Linked DNA regions of Rattus norvegicus: region 2 is linked to region 1. The links are chromatin contacts, called in public Hi-C maps. All regions are on one chromosome and are shown on one strand. The core of a region is the stretch at or near the end of the contact, and the rest is flanking DNA. Distances in the headings are between cores, read along the strand shown.

The links. A called contact is a pair of places that touch in the nucleus more often than the background predicts.
Region 2: a contact with region 1 is called in a Hi-C map of frontal cortex, with 1.6 times the contacts expected there. The contact joins two enhancer-like sites. A contact is called at or near these places in 2 of 12 Hi-C or Micro-C datasets (frontal cortex and prefrontal cortex).

What each region holds. Positions count from the first base shown.
Region 1 is chr17:9,686,973-9,689,675 of GRCr8, forward strand. No RefSeq gene overlaps it. Among named protein-coding and RNA genes, the nearest start is that of Unc5a, 13 kb to the left of the region's middle. Within about 2 kb of position 1,314, at least 10 of the 93 cell types and tissues checked have an H3K27ac peak or open chromatin away from gene starts, as enhancers often do.
Region 2 is chr17:9,751,749-9,754,451 of GRCr8, forward strand. No RefSeq gene overlaps it. Among named protein-coding and RNA genes, the nearest start is that of Unc5a, 77 kb to the left of the region's middle. Within about 2 kb of position 1,368, at least 19 of the 93 cell types and tissues checked have an H3K27ac peak or open chromatin away from gene starts, as enhancers often do.

The DNA of each region.
Region 1 (2,703 bases), core at 64-2,563:
GACAAAAGCTGAGGCAGGCTGTTACAAAATGACCAAAGCTGAGCCTGGGCTTTGGTGGATCATGTGGAGCTGGTGGGAGGGGATGAGGGATGGAATTTGAGAGGTGTCTGCGGTCAGGGTCCAGATCTCCAGAGTTCTGAGTTAGTCCTTCAGAGTCATGTGGAACCAGCACAGGGGTGCAGAATGATTGACACCCTAACATATCTGTCTAGCTGCTGCTGCTTAGTAATGATGATAACTGGGGGTGGTGGTGGTGGTAACTCAAATGGAGCTGTAGCTGGGTGTCGTTGGCAGAGATCACTGTAAGTGCAAAGGGCCTGTGGTGGGACCTCATAGGAACCACAGGCTGGTGTGGAAGAACGGTGAGAGAGGGGCTGGGGATTTAGCTCAGTGGTAGAGCGCTTACCTAGGAAGCACAAGGCCCTGGGTTCGGTCCCCGGCTCCGAAAAAAAGAACCAAAAAAAAAAAAAAAAAAAGAACGGTGAGAGAGAGGAGCAGTGGCTTGTGAGGTTGGAAACTGGGAAGGAATAAGCCTGTGGGCCCATGAAAGCCATGCTAACATTTTATTACAGGTGCAGGGAAAGCCATGGAAGGGGGCAGCAGATGGGGCAGAGACAGATGGATCGTTCCCTCCATAAAGAACCATCTGGTGGATGTGGGAGGATGCGTAGCAGGTACCAAGAGTCCACCCTGTGCCCCTGAGCTGGCTGCTCACCTGCAGATGCCCGTGAGCAGCTTTGAGCACCTCGGAAAGTACGCAGAGGCAGGCTCGCATGGACACTGTGGCTTCCCGTGCTCACAACAGCTTCCACGAACTGAGTCGTCCCCAGGGATTAGCAATCTTTGGAACCACTGTCTCCACAGAGGTACGGGAGCCACACTCTCCAGGACGGTGCTCCAAGGAGATCCTTTCTCCCAACCCAACCCCAGGGCACATGTGTGCATGCGTCCACAGCTCATATGCATACAGGTACATGCCAAAAGGTGGTGAGAAGGAGGGAGGGAGAGGAAGTCCTGGAAAGGACCTTCTGGAGGAGAAGCAAGCCCAGAGCTGCAGGAAACTGGCTGCCTCACATCCTTGTCTGTTCCCATAAGGCGAGCCATCGCCTTGCAGGCTATTTTATCTCTGTTTATTTGTCTGTCTTCCTGTCTTGCTCTATCTTCTCCTGTGTCTGTCTCTCAGCCGTCACATGCTCCTGGCTGGAGCCAGCGGTTCAGAGACAAACTCAGCCTGCCTCCTTCTCCTGAGGCCAGGCATGCACACGCGAGAACCCAGCAAAAGCAGCTTCTGGGCCTCACAGCACTTCACAGTTTGCATTTCTCCAGCCCACGCACGTGTCTAATTATATCTCTGCCTGTTCCCAAAGGGGTTTAGTCGCTGGCCCTCCGTTTGTTCTTCACAGTGACATTGTGGGTTACGCAGGCACAGACTTAACTGGGGGCAGCTGAGGAATTCAATGTCCGGAGGGACTTGGTCAAGGTCATGGGGCCTGTATGTGTATGGATGTATGTTTGTGTGCATAGAAGCATGCATATGGATGGAGGTATGCAAGGATATGTTCACATATGTGTGCCGTGTGGTTGTATGCATACACACATATGTACATTTATGAGCATTTATGCCTATGTGTATGTCTTATATGTGTGCATGTGTTTTTTCATGCACATATGTGTAAGCATGTGTGTTTGTGCATGTATGTGTATTTGTGTGTTTGTGTGTGTGTGCATGTATGTACATCTGTGAATATGTCTGTATGTGGACACATGAATATGTGTGTGCTCATGTAGAATGTATATACCTGTGTGCATGTATGAATTAGTATACATTTGTACATGTGCATAGTATAGATTTATGTGTATATATATGCGCCTGCATTCATGTGTGCATGTGTGTGTCCATGTGTGTAATTCTTTGTGAGTTTGTATGCATGCATTAGTTGATGCGTGTGCATTTGAAATGGGTAAGTGTGAGGTATGTGCCTGGGTGGGCATGCATTACTATTCATGTATGTGTATATGCATATACATGTTTGCACTTGTGTGTTTGCATATTTGTATAGGCCAAAATATGAGCCAATGAATGTACACATATGTGCATGAGCACTTGTATGTTTTCATTGTGCATTGTCATACATGTGTATTTGTGTGACTGAGTGACTATATGTGTATATAAATTTGTGTGCATATATGTACAGGTTTGTGGATGCTTTGTGTGTGTACTTGTACATACATGTGCATGTAGTTGGAGGCCTATGTATCTGTATGTATATGGGCACATTTGCATGCAGGTACAGCTATGTATGCGCATCCACATGTATTCATTTGTACACATGTATATGTATACTTATTAACATGCACCTACATGCATTTGGGTGATTGTGCATGTGTGCTCACTCACACATGGGTGCATTTGTGTGGGAACACATCCATGTGTGCACACATGTGTTGGTGAATGATTATATGCATTCATTTACTTGTATCTGTGTGTGGATATATGTGCCTTCTCATATGCTTTTATGTGTGCACACACATATATGCGCATGCCTTCATGTGTGCACATGTGTGTTCATGCATGTATTCCTTTGTGAGTATGCATGCATGCATGTATACACACATATGCTTTCATGTGCTGGTGTGTGTTCATGTGTGCCCATGTGCTCGTACATGTTTGTGTGCATAGATGGATGTGAGAGACAAGTGACA
Region 2 (2,703 bases), core at 118-2,617, 65 kb after region 1:
GAGACAGCTCCCATTGTGCCTGCTCATCCTCCTCACAGTCCTCAGAGTGTCATCCCCCTCCAGCCGTAGACCACAACCTCAGGGTGGACCAGGGCTCCCTGGCTTCCTCTCAGCTGGCTGTCTCGGCTAGGGGCACTGGAGAGGGTAAGCACAGGAAGACCATCAGGGTTCCATCCCACAGCCCTGCAGACAGAAGACCAGACTGTCCTTACAGCCAGGTGGCGTTGACGCAGCTCCCCCGTCCTCCACCCTCCATAAGCACGGAGATGGGAGAAGCAAGCCACGCCTTCCGCGTAGTGTTCAGGCCATGCTTGGCACATCTTGTGTGAACGACAAGTTTCTCCGGTGATTGTGGCCACTGGTGAGGCCACCCCTGTTCAGGAAGGGAGCTAGCTGGCTCTTAGGGAGGTGTGCCACCACAAGGAGTTTGCAAAGAGCTATCATATTCCCTGGCAAGAAGATGGCGGAGTTTGGTCACCTGTGGCCTTCTCTGCCTCACATCTGACTTATTCTCTGTTCAGGTGTTCTAGTCTTCTTAGACACCTTTGGGGCTGCGTGCATGAGTAGGGGGAGCATCTCCTCCTAGAACTGGGTAGGTCAGTCCAATGTCACATTGCCCCCAACACATCTTACCTTCATCGAATTCCTTCAGATGTTAAGTGCTTGAGGTCAGGTGGACCTCAACTGGAATGATGCTAGCGAGCTACCCCCCATGAGTGCAGGAAGGCTCGGGCTGACACAGGACCTATGGCCTCTGGGAGGAGGCCAGTGCAGGGAAAACAATAGACATCTCCCTTAGCTGCAGTTCTAACGTCCTCTAAGGTGTCAGAGTTTCACTGTGCCCCCTTTTACCCCTACCCGGTATCTGCTGGGACCCACACCAAGCATTATCAACTGGAGCTTCTGGCCCCGAGCAGCTCAGAATGTCTCCTGCACGTGACTATAAAGGGCGGTTTTAGGAAAAGATTTTACCGCTGCTGAGGAACAGTAAGGAAAGGAGGAATGGCGGGGTCCTTGCCGCTCCCGCCTGCTAGCTTGCTTGTGAGCAGGCGCCGCCGGCAAAGGCAGGAGCAGGAACAGATAGATGACCCGCAATTACAGCCCGGATCCCCGCCCCAGCCTCGCCCAGCCTCCCGCCCGCCGCCGCCAGTCTCCAAGCAATTTCAGATTTTTTTTTTTTTTAACATCTAAAGCAGAGATGGTACACGATTTCTCTCGCCAGCAGAAGCGGCTTTCAGGTGGTGGGGAGGAGGCCGAAGAGTGTTTATTCACGAACAAAGGCAGTTGGAGACAAAAGGGAGAGCGCAGCCCTCCCCAGTCCCTGCTCCTCGCTCTCCAGAGCTGAGCGGTCCCCGCTGCCTGCAGAGGGGAGGTTTTGATTGTGTGTGCCCAGCCCAGCTTCCACAGGTGCCTGGGCCGCGACAATGGGATTGGCTGCTCCCACCCCGGGGCCATGCGGGTGGGAAGCAGTCCCCAAGTGATCCGTGGGTGACTGGATGGGTATAGAAACTGGAAGATGGCCTGCCACCAGCAGCTCCTCAGCTGGGCCCCTGGAGGCTTCTCTTTATGTGGGGAGGCAGCATCAAGGAGCTCCAATGCCCCCCCCTTTCCCCACCCACGTGGCTCTGTGAACTTGAAGGGGACAAGGTTGGGCTTAGCAGCTCCAGGAGGACCGGCTCGCACAGCCAAACTCCCCACTGCTCCACATTGTTGGCTCCTGCGGAGGGTGGGGTGGAGGGAGAGAGACTCTCTCCCCGCACAAAAGACTACTGAGACCTCACAGAGGGCTGGAGGCAGTCAGCAGCCGCCATTTTCAGAATTTTGGTCACATCTGTGTACACCTCTATTTTCATTTACTTTTGTTTGCTCCGTTGTGTGCGGGTGTGGATTTTTCCCTCTACTAGGTAATACGATCACGTCCGTCCAAGGGCAAAGGGAGATTAAAAGGTAAATGGAGAAAACGCTCTTTGTCACTCTGCCCGAGTCATCCACATCCCCAGCACAAGAGGCAGACTTGTTTGGAAGCTTTTGTCTGCCCTTGCAAAATATCTTTATTAAAGTATACCAAATGCGAAACTCGGTCCGGATGTGACCCAGCTATTGTCACAGGACGTCAGAGCTACTCTGGTGACCTGCAGACCTTTGCGAGCTGCTTCTCAGAGGGCAAGGGGCTATGGGACCCTCAGCAGAGTCTAGGCACTCTCCCACCCCCAGCTAAGTGTAGCCCCGTCGGAGCTGCAGGTTCTCTCTCTCTCTCTCTCTCTCTCTTGCTCTCTCGCTCTCTCGCTCTCTCTCCCCCTCCCCCGCTCGGTACGTTGGCCGGAGTTGGCCCCTCCCACTCATTTGGCTGGGGTTGGGACTTTTTGGTAAAACAGTTGTTCGAGTCTGATTGTCCTGTAATTCCCGTCCCCTAAGCACTCAAGAGTAAGCTCAGTAAACTCGTTGCACGAAGCTGCACTTGGGCGGGGTCATTTCTTTGGTCTGTCACTGATTCTCTGTCTGGGGTTAAAGTTCATCCGTTCACATCTCCCCAGATCAAGAGACACAGCGGCATGTATGGTGACAGAGTCCTACTGCCCTTCCTTCTGACAGGAGACCCCGCAAAACCTCAAGCCCCGTGCCCTGTGTTCTCTCTTGATACTCATTGTGCAGAAATACTGTATGACTAACTTATAATGCAAGAGAGAACGTGTTCAGTGCCAC